2 separate regions of the Mus musculus genome follow, and region 1 is linked to region 2. The links are chromatin contacts, called in public promoter capture Hi-C maps. All regions are on one chromosome and are shown on one strand. Each heading gives the region's core, a stretch centred on a gene start, on an enhancer-like site or on the middle of the called end of the contact. The rest is flanking DNA. Distances are from core to core; before and after follow the strand shown.

What was found. Promoter capture Hi-C pulls out the DNA fragments that hold promoters and counts their contacts.
Region 1: a promoter capture Hi-C map of neural stem cells shows a contact between it and region 2. The contact joins the enhancer-like site here to the promoter of Noxa1 in region 2. A contact is called at or near these places in 17 of 39 promoter capture datasets (the 3T3-L1 cell line, 3T3-L1-derived adipocytes, the C10 cell line and 11 more), 1 of 15 datasets of contacts at CTCF or cohesin (pro-B cells), 45 of 484 Hi-C or Micro-C datasets (the Ba/F3 cell line, the C2C12 cell line, the G1E-ER4 cell line and 31 more), 13 of 115 datasets of contacts at active chromatin or transcription factors (the 230-238 cell line, the HPC-7 cell line, embryonic forebrain and 9 more) and 4 of 9 other capture datasets (adipose tissue, liver, macrophages and 1 more).

Annotation. Positions count from the first base shown.
Region 1 is chr2:25,166,061-25,171,464 of GRCm38.p6, reverse strand. No RefSeq gene overlaps it. Among named protein-coding and RNA genes, the nearest start is that of Nrarp, 12 kb to the left of the region's middle. Within about 2 kb of position 3,319, at least 171 of the 459 cell types and tissues checked have an H3K27ac peak or open chromatin away from gene starts, as enhancers often do. A contact at or near this core is called in the C2C12 cell line, the G1E-ER4 cell line, astrocytes and 16 more, where this site is marked.
Region 2 is chr2:25,092,928-25,098,385 of GRCm38.p6, reverse strand. Noxa1 (NADPH oxidase activator 1) reads left to right here and starts at 3,181. Exons shown (of 12, transcript NM_172204.4): 1 at 3,181-3,638. The coding sequence starts at 3,462.

The DNA of each region.
Region 1 (5,404 bases), core at 2,070-4,569, 73 kb before region 2:
CCATTAGCCTCTCAAACATCCTCCAGCCCCAGGCATTCCTGAGGCCCCATGCCTTATGTAGTGGGGAACTGAGGGAAGAGTGGGGCATGAGCCCTGGTCCTTCCAGAATTGGATCTGGAGCCATTTGCCCCAAGGTGCAGGGCAGCAAGTGGTGGCCTGTCAGGTTGGGAGCCTTTGCTAATGGGAACTGATCCAGGCGTCTGTGGGGGTAGGCAGAGGTGACCGGAGCTTGCCTCCTACAGGCAGGCCGCCCCGGTGATTCCCACAGCCTGTTCTCCCTGCCCAGCAGGTACCTGGCACAGCTATGAGGTCTATGCCCCACCTACCAGCCGGGGACAAGATGGGTGACCTGATGGCCTGTAAGGGGTTTCTCCCCAAGTCTAGGGGATAGGGTGAGGGACCAAGAAATCAGGGAATCTTAGGACCTCCTGCCTCTGAACAAAGGGGCAGGTGCATACTAACTTGGTCAGACCTGATGCCAGCGCTTCCCCTGCCAGCTGGACTTAGGCCTCACAAAGGGGCTGGGAGAGGTCTGTCCGAGGGATACCCTGGACTGGGCATCCCCACTATCTCCACCCCACTGGCAGACCCAGACATAGGCCTGGCTCAGAAGCTCTCTCACTCCTAACCCTCGCCCAGAAGATACTAGGAACTTGGACACTAAGCACACACTCCAGAGTGGCAGGCCATTTCTGTCCATTTCCCACAATCTGGGAATAGCAACGCATAAAAGAACGGAGAGGAAGTGAGCATATCACACCCCACTGTCTGGCAGGAAGTCAATAGCAGATGCAATACCTGGACACACCCACCCTGGCAAGGGAATCGGTATGGCTCCTGGGTGAGGGGAACCTGTGTTGCTGCCAAGTCCCACAGGTTTTGATTGTCGCCTTACTTGCCCCTCTGACATGTTCCTAGGGACTTTCTGGACAGATGGCCTGACACCTTGCTAGACAGGGTGGGACAGGGCCCGGGGAACACAGTGAGGTGCTAGCCTGCGTGGTCTGGTTCTGCTTCACACCTCACTTTCCCAGGACATCCTGGGAACCGCAGGGCCCTAATGTGATCTGAGAGTCACCTGCTCACACTCTCTCTCAAGGGAAATGAGTTGATTGCTGAGCCACATCTGACAAACACACTTGGGAGCTTAACAGCATGACTGATTTTCTGCTGGCATCAGGCTAAGGATAGACAGAGGGTCTGGGTCCTAGGACCCTGGGGATATGTAAAGGTCTGCCTATGTGTGTAAAGGATTTGTCTAAAGTCTAGTCATAATGTCATACTGTTCTTACGTGGTAAGCTATGCTGTCTACTGGGGGTTGGGGACTCACTCCTAGGGTATGAGTGTTTGGAGCCGGTGAAGATGGCAGCCTTTGGCAAGGGCTTTGCCCTCTGGCCCCTGTCCTGCCCCCTGGCTGAGGAAGGGCAGTTCCCACGGGTCTGACCCCTCCCCCACCTACCGGCTGCCCAGTCCTTTTGTGCAACTGGGACAATGTCTCCACAGACAAGTGGGGGATGGGCAGTGGGGATGTGCCTCTGCCTTCCTGGTGAGGGTCCCCTCAGGGGTCAGGGACAGCTGGGCTCAGCTGGTACTTTGGTGCTCAGACTGTAGGGCTGTCAAGAAGGGAACACTGGTGTGTCTCCCAGGTAGGCAGGGTGAACGGGATGAAGGGCAAGGGTGCTTCAGAATCTCAAAAGAACCGCAACCCAGGGCCACTTTTCCCTTTCTCCTAATGCGGAGATGGAAACTGGGGTCTCAGGCACATGCTAGGGCAAGCACTTGACTGCTGAACAACACACTCAGCTTGACGTCTGCATGGGAGTGCAGGGCTACACATGGCAGTCCATGTGACTGCACATCCTACACTAGGGGAGGCCAGCATCAGTCTGACCTCTCTTGACCCTGCACCTGCCTACAGAATTAACGTTGATTCCCAGCAAGGGAACTAGGCTCAGTCTTCTTATTCTTCTTTTTTTAAGATTTATTTATTGATTATATGTAAGTACACTGTAGCTGTCTTCAGACACACCGGAAGAGGGAGTCAGATCTTGTTACGAATGGTTGTGAGCCACCATGTGGTTGCTGGGATTTGAACTCTGGACCTTCAGAAGAGCAGTCGGGTGCTCTTACCCACTGAGCCATCTCACCCCAGGCCCAGTCTTCTTTACCTCACTGGAAAGCAGACGCTGGGGCCATGGCCCTGTGGTGGGACCCTTTACTCAGTCTTCTCTGGGCTCTTAGGCCTAAGTTGTGGGGGCCAGGGTCTTACAGGTTGGGCCATTCGACTCCCAGGTTTGAAAGCTAGTGGTCTGCCTTGTCTGTGAACAGCATGTGAACCTAGAGCTCTGTACACTTCATGGGTGCTTCAGTCCCTCTGTGGATCAAGTTGTAAGGCCCACGGTCTGGACAATGGGCCATACACAGCCCACAGGTTATCAGCTCCCTTCAAGAGCAGAACACTGTCCCTTACAAATGAAGCCAAGCAACGTGTGAACTATCTTAAAGAAAAGCAAAACAAAACCCAGGCTCTGAGGTAGCCCTGGTTGGCCCTTGCTGTTTAGTTGAGGATACCCTTGAACTTTTGATCTTTCTGTGCAGGGATTACAGAGATGGGGTTTATGCACTGCTTGGTGTGGGGGAGGGGAGGGAGGGGGGAGGATTGTACTGGGGCCGGGCTTTCTGCCTGTTAGGAACACTCCACAGACTAAGCTCCATCTCCAGCCCTGGGGGAAACTTTGTTTTCAGGAGTTCTTATCTAGAAGAAATCTGCACTTGCTAAAACTGGTCAGGCTTTAGGAGCCCCAACCTAGTCAGTGGTCAGCGCAGGCGCAAGACAGTAAGTGTAGGTGGAGACTGGGGCCTCTGAAGACTGAGGCTCTGCTGCCCCGGGCCACTCTTGTCAGAGAAATAAAACAGGGTCTGGGCCACACAGGACGCCTCCTCCCAGGCCTGGCAGGGGCTCCCCCTCTCCACCCAGTTCACAAACGAAATACCCACCCCCCCCCACTTCTTGAGGCCCCGCCCCAGTCCCTGGAACGCCATTCTCTGTGGGCTCTCGCCCCCACCCCCCCCCACCCCGTAGGTCCTCCTTCTCTTCCATCTCCCAAGATTCTAGGGTGCCCTTCTCGCTGGTGCTTTCTCCAAGCCCCGGGGTGCCTTTCTCCCCACAGGTCCCGACTCACTTCTCCCCGGTGTTCCTGGGCACCACCCCCATCCCCCACCCCCGCCCCCTAGTCCTTGCACGGAGCAGGAGGTTCCCAGACGGGGGATGGGCAGCGGCCGTGAGAACGCGCCGGACGGGCAGGCGTGGGAAAGCGGGAGGAGGGGCGCAGGGCGGGCGGGGCGCGCCTGGGAACGGCCCCCGCCCCCGTCACTGCCTTTGAAAGGGCCACTCAGGGCGCCGGCGGGGATTCAAAAGCAAACGGCCGCCACTGCCTTCCCGCCCCAGACGCAGGGGTACCCGTTGCAGGCTGCCCTGTCTTCCACGGGTTGGGCACTACCCATTATGGGTCAGGGGGTGGCCCCCCACCAGGGCCACCACCCACAGCAGGTGGTAGACCCCACATAATCCCTTGCCAGGCAGTTAAGCGGGCAGGGGTCTCAGACTTGAAGTAGGGGACCAGAGAGAGAGAGAGAGACCCACCAAGAATGGCTGAGGATTGTGAGGGGGTGGTGGCATCAAACTATCAGAAGCAGCATACTGATTCACAGGGGCTCGACCAAAGGCAACCACTTGGACCACTCCAGGGCTCCCCCACTGCCCAAGCTGAGTAGGTGTGAGACTAGCAGTATAGAGATTGTCAGCGTAGAGGACATGTGACCAACAGGGGCCTCTCCTTTGCCTTGTTACAAACTCATATCCCGGAGTCCTAGAGAGGCTGTCCTGCTTCCTTAAGGTGGCCATGGACATTTCCTGGGCAGAACTGGCTTGGGAGGGTTCTAGAGACCCCAGATGTACCTGTCAGTGGGCTGTGTCTTTTCTGGGTAGACTCGGGGCCCTGTGCAGGTAGAAGCAGTCTGTGTCTGCCTGTGTCAGGTGTCCATCCAGGTCAGGATGTGCTCCAGTGGCACTGCAGGCCTGGCCTTGTCACCCTCAGCACTCCCCCAGGCCTTTCTTCCTATCCCCCCCCCAACTCACTTCTTTATTTTCAGTCTCAAGGGTTCCTTCCTTTCTTCATCACAGAGTGAAAGCGCCTGAATTCTAGGCTCAGCCACCCAATGAGGGCAATGGGCCTTCTGTGTTGAGCAAGCTCTCTTGGCTTCTGGGATCTCAGCAGTTTGGCTTCACTGGGGATGAGGGAAAGACTGTGCTCAGCCCCTGTGGAGGGCAGATCTTCCTGGTCAGAGGCTCTGAGAGGTCCCAAACTCCCTTCCCTTCCTAGTGTCTAGAGCACAGGGAGGGTGGGGACTTAGGAGCTGGCTTTTGACATTTCTTGCTAGTGGACATTATTTGGGGCACTGATAGGGTCTTCTACTTGATGCCTGCCCTCTTTTCATTTTTGTTTTAAATTTTATGAGAATGGATGTTTTGCCTGCACGTGTACCTGTATCACATGTGCCTGGTGCCCACAGAGACCAGAGGAGGTTCCATGGAATTGGAGTTACAGATGGTTTTGAGTCACCATAAGGGTGGTACTAGGTACTGAACCTAGGTCCTCTAGAAGAGCAACCAGTGCTCTTAGCCTCTGAACTGTCTCTCCTACCCTGCCTACTGAATCTTGTTGTCATCTTGAGACAGGATCTCTCTTTATAGTCTTGGCTGTCCTGGAACTCGCTATGTAGATCAGGTTAGTCTTGAACTTAAGAGATCTGCCTGGCTCTGTCTTCCAAGTGCCCACTGACTCTTACCTCAGCTTGAGGATGGTAGCACGCAGTATAATGGTTCTGAGTGACCATGGGTGAGTCCTGGAAAGGTCACCGGGTCAGAAAGAACCCTCCTAGCTCTGATTTGTTTCTCTTCCCCATTTCTCCACTTCTGAGGCTGACGTTATAACTGTCTCCGTCATGGGTAGCATAGCATGTATGCCTACTGTTGTCAGGGTGGCCCACTTGTCCCAACCGGCCCTCCCAGATGTGCTCGAAGGATCCCTCGGCCTAGACAACTCATGAGAGGTCCTTCAGGGGAATAGTAGGGTAGGCCATGGAGGAGGCCTCCAGGTAGCTTTGTTGAAAACATGAGTAGTCTCTATGGACTGCTCATGACATTGTCGGGACAGAACTAAGATTCAGGAAGGCCTGCCCCATGCCGTGAAGGCTGAGGTTTTGGGGTGGCAATGGGACACAGGAACAGTTTCTTCAGTGAAAGGGAGACGAATATCTGCCACATGGGCCCAACAGTGCCAAGCCAAGAGCTTTCCTAAAGTGGCTGGGGCCTACTCTGTGCCACCAGAAGCCAGGTCTTTC
Region 2 (5,458 bases), core at 1,932-4,431:
AGGCTGGCTCAGGCCTCCTCTGTAAACACCACTACTTACTCACAACTCCTCACCCTGAGTCTGCACACATCTCAGAAATGTCCCACAGTTTATCAGCGTAACTCATATACAATAAAGCTTGCCTTCTGCACAGTTCAACTAAAGGACATCTCATTATCTGCCAGAGATCACCCCACACTTCCTCCTCTCCTCTATGAATTTGCTTGTTCTGGATATTTTCCACAAACAGGATCATAGAATATCTGTGTTTTTACAAGTGGCATGTCTCCTCAAAGTATACCCAAGCTATATCAGAGCCTCATGCCTTTTTATAACCGAATGAAAAATAATTGCCTGGATGGAGCATGAATGTATCAGTAATCAGACATCTGGTTTGGTCTCCCCACCTCCTTTTGCTATTATAAATAGTGTCACTTGGAACACTTGTATGTATGTTTTGTTTGCTTCCTTTTACATTTTTATTTATTTATTTATTTAAGACAGTGCCTTGCTATCTAGTTGAGGCAAGCCAGTCGACTCACTATCCTGCATCAACCAGTGCCAACAATATACCCAGCTACTCTGCCAGCTTTGTGTGGATACATTTCTATTTATCTGAGGAACCACTAGACTATCTTTCACTACGATGGTGGTATCATCTTGGGCTTCCATTTGCAGTACACAGATCTTACTTTCCGACAGCTTCACCCACACTTGTCTGGCCCTCTGTGGAAAGTCTGGCCCACACCTGTGCTCCCGGGACAGCATTGGCTCATGTACACAAAGGAGAATCCTCGGGTACCCTTCCATTGCTCACCCCACCTCCCCTCTAGATCCTGCAAGGCCAGAGGAGGAGAGGGTAAATGACCCCATGTCCAATTCACTTTCTTGAGTGACCTCTCTTAAAAGGAAATTGAGGCTTGGCCCTCAGACATGACCTTTTCAAGCTGGTATAGAAGTTCCCTTGGACCCTTCAGCAAACATGGAGATAAGAGCCTGTATAGCATCTAACTTCTATAATCCACCTTCCTTTAAGAATCATCAGTGAATTTGAAATCATTCCCAGAGGATGTCCTGCCACTCAGATGCCAGTCAAACAAGGGCTATGGACCTACATGGAGCCAAAAGCATGTGTCTGTCCAACTGGCGTACCTCTGGACCGCACACCAAGACTTAACAGGGTTCCTGTCTACTTAAACATAAACTACCTGGCCATTATGGTGATCCATGCAAACCAATGTATGGAGAGCACATCATATATGCTCAGGGGAAAGTCACTGTGGCTGACACTTGGGGTTCATCAGAGAACAGGAGGAATTCCTTGTAGAACTTGGGACCATGTTCTACACCATGCAACATAAGAAAATGGGCTGTCTTGGTTAGTTTTCTATAGCTGTATAGACACCTTGACTAAGGAAACTTAGAGAAGAAAAAATTGATCTGGGGCTTACAGTTCTAAGAGTGAGTCCATGTCCACCAGGGCAGGAGCATGGTGGCAGGTAGGCAGATGTGGCTCTACAGTTGTAGCCAAGAGTGTGTGTTTTGATCTACAAGCATGAAACAGGGAGCAAGAGAGCTAATTGGGAATGGTGTGGGCTTTTTGAAACCTCAAAGTCCAATCCCCAGGGACATACTCCCTCCACTGAGGAAATACCTCCGGGCCCTTCCCAAACAATTCCACCAAGTGGGAACCAAGCATTCAAATGTATGAGAATATGGGGGTCATTTTCATTCAAACCACCATATGGGCTATGGAACATTCTAGAAAGAATTCTGACCTATGGAAAAGAAAATGGGCAGATGGGGCTGGGAAGGCAGGGATAGAGTTTAGGCTGGGCTTCCAGGAAGGGGCAGTGAGTAGCAAGAGGGAGAGGAGCCAAACAAGGGAAAGTGACCAGCCTGCACGGAGACAATACAAGATCTGGGTATTGGGGCAGAATGGCTGCACTAGGACTTAAAGAAGTCAGGTTAGCAACATCCACGTACTCCAGGCAGCAGTTTAGGGAAACTCAGCCCATAGAGAAATGCCAAGGGACACAGCCCCTGGGAACTCAGGATGACAAGCACTGCTGAGCACCAACTGTTTGCTGACACTATGAGATCTCATTCAGCTCTCAGAAAAGCCTTCGTAGGACAGAATTGATTGCTGCCATTGTTACACGTATGGAGGAATGAAAAGTTAGCTGTCCTGCGTCACACAGGAAGGAGAATCAGCTGTGACTCTGAGTACAGGGGATCAACAACCAGGCAAGGAAGGGTAATGAGCCCACGATACAGCTGAGCCTAGCTACTTGGATTGGGTGTTGTGGTGTTATTTCATGTGTCAACCCTGCCAAGCCATGGTGCCCCAAATGTCAGGGAGAAAACTTCAGTAGAGATTAATGTTGGTATCAGCAGTTTGGGGAAGGCACATGACTCCCATACTGTGGATGGGCCTTATTCGAGCAAGATTATGAAGGTGGACATCAACTTCTGGGTGTCCTGCAGAGTCTACATTGGGCTGCCCCACCTGTCTATACAAGACACAATCCCTGTCCAACCGCTAGTTTTTCTGGATAGCTGTGATCCACCTGGAGAGCAGTGTAGAAGACTCAGTCCCAATGGCCACACTCGCAAGGGAGAGTAGCAGCCAGGCCAGCGCCCACTAGTGGAGAAAGCCCTCGCGGGCTGCCCCACCACCGACCGATACACCTGACTCCGAGGCCCCAATCCGGCTTCTAAGGCCTAGCCACATGGCATCCAGTCCGGCCCATCTTGTTGCTCCAGAGTCTCCAAGCCCACCCGGTCACTTCTGAAGAGGCGGGTCTGGAGGTCGAGCTCTACCAGCCTTTAGATTGTTTCTCCTTTAGGCCGCCCACTTGCCTGACCACGCTGACCTCTGAGCAAGCAGCTCTGCAATGCACCGTCCATACTGACCCCGGAACCTTGGCCCGGTCGTGCAGCACTTTCCCCGGGGTTTCCCCAAACACTCTGCAGTTTTGCATAATAGACGTCGGGGGCCCATCTAGGGCACACTGAAGTTCTGAACTTGCCAGAAAAAAGATGGTGTGGGCTTGGCTTGAGTAAGGGGCGTGCTCACACCTGCTTCCTGGCAAGAACTAGGAGGTGGAGAAGGCGTGTCCATATTGAGATAACCGTGGTTTCATTGGCGTTGAGCTAAGCCAGGGAGTGGACAGATAGGCCTGACGAATGCAGGGGTGTGGCTATGTGATCATAGACCCTCTCCTCAGTGCTAGGGACTTGTTTAAGTAGTTCTAGGCGGGGCGTGAGAGAGGGGCCTAAGCCTTGGGCCATCTACTCAGTTTCAAGGACCGACTGTCACAACTCCAGTTGTCTTGCTACCAGCTGCTTCTCATTGCTGTCCCGGTCCCCTTGGCCCTGGCCTACGGCCTCCCAGCTTCTGTGGGGCACCCTCCTCCTGTCCCACGCGCTCCAGCTAGAATCGCTAACTTCCTTCGCCTCAAAGCAGGCGTCCCCGCTCCATGAGCTCTCTAGGGGATCAGATACGGGACTGGCACCGGGGTGTGCTGGCCGTGGCACGCGAAGACTGGGACTCTGCGCTGTGCTTCTTCTCAGATGTCCGAGAGCCGCTGGCTAGGATGTACTTTAACAGGGGCTGTGTGCATCTGATGGCAGGGGATCCCGAGGCTGCGCTGCGGGTAAGCACCCCAGGACTGGATAACAGATTCCCCTCTCACATCCCTGGTGGAGGCTTTAGGGGAATGCAGATGAAGATGTGACTGCGAACATAAAACCTTATCTTCCAATGGGCATCCTGGAAAAAGACGCTCTTCCGCACCTTATAGTCAACATAGAAGAAGGGGAGGAATCCCTGCCCTTTACCCTGTCATTTACGTAGAGATTGTTCAACTAATGTCCTCTCTTAGTGCCTGCCTGAGGCAGGTTGGAGCTTTGTGGTTAGAAGACCCCTCTTTTTGTTGAGACCAGAATGGGAAGCAGGGCGCCTTCAGTCTCTATAGCCATATAAGCCAAATGCGGCAACTGTACCAGACCTGGCCTGCCCAGGCTCTCTGGTGCTCAGGACTGAGGAAGGAGCATACCCGAAGGCAGGCTGGTGGCTGGGTCAGAGCAGTCAGGGGCTCTGCACGTCCTCTGATAGTGTGCATTTCAGCAGATGCTTGTGATGGGATGGTGGCACACAGTCTGTCATTCCGGTTCTGAGTGAGCACTCACATGAATCTCCACCTGCTTCTCAAAGCAGACCTACTCAGGGGAGCACACTGTAGAGTGAGCATCAGGGCATCCCCCCTTCATGTTCACCATTCCTGGGTGTATGATAGAAGCCCTCAGCACTCTGCCTACAACGCAGACCTACCTGGACACCACAGATGGAAAGCAAAGACACCCAAGACCAAGGGTGAGAGCAGAAACCTGGGCTGTGTGGAGATGGTCTCTTTATTATTTCTTTCTGGAAGCCTTAATTATTTATTTATTTACATGTGTGTATAAATCAGGAGGAAACTTGTGGGAGTCAGTTTTCTCTTTCCCATGTGGAACCTAGTGATCAAACGCAGGTCATTAGGCATGGTGGCAAGTATCCTTACCCACTGAGCCATCTTGCCAGCTCTCTTCTATTACGTCTTACATATTTATCTGTACCTATTGTTTCTTCATTAGAAGGGTTTTGTTTGAGCCACGAATAGTGATGCCTGCCTTTAATCCCTCTGGAGACAGAGGTAGGCTCTGCACATCTGAAGTTTGAAGCCAACAGAGGCAAACAGGTCTCTGAGTTTGAGGCTAGCCTAGTCTACAAAGTGAGTTCCAGGAAAGTTCCAGTTCCAGGGCTACACAGAGAAATTCAGTCTTAAAAACCAAAACCAAGCCAAACCAAAAAACAAAAAGGTTATTGTTCAGGAAAGGGAACGTAATGATCTGTTACCAGCTGGTTCAACAGTGAGTAAGTCCCACGCTCCCCTCCTCACACTGTAACTAGAGAGTTTGAAATGCTCTATCATAAGAAGAAGAAGAGGCACTGCCTTGAGTCAATAAAACTTACTTGTGTACAAGCACAGGCACACTGGCCAGACCTGGAAACGTTGAGAAGTGGGTGGTATAACTGACTGCAATAAGGAAATCTAAGTGTACAGGTCTCACGAGGTTGCACTTGAACGTGTCGGTGTGAAGCTGTAGTGTTGGATGGATCTGTGAGCAGCCATGCCATTTCCTGGACATGAGAAAGCTTCAAAGTCAGACCCAGCTCACAGTCAGCCCTCGCCTGGCCAGGCAAGGTGGTAGGAAACCGCAGCAGGTGCCTGTGTACAGAAGACTTCTGTGTTCTGATTCTAATCCACACACTTGTGTGCCGTTTCGTGGGAACTACCAAAGGAGATTTAAAAACAGTTATTAATGGATTTTATGTATGTGAGTTCTTCCATTACAGATGGTTCTGAAACACCATGAGCTTGCTGGGAATTGAACTCAGGACCTCTGGAAGAGCAGCCCTCTCTAGCTCCTGCAA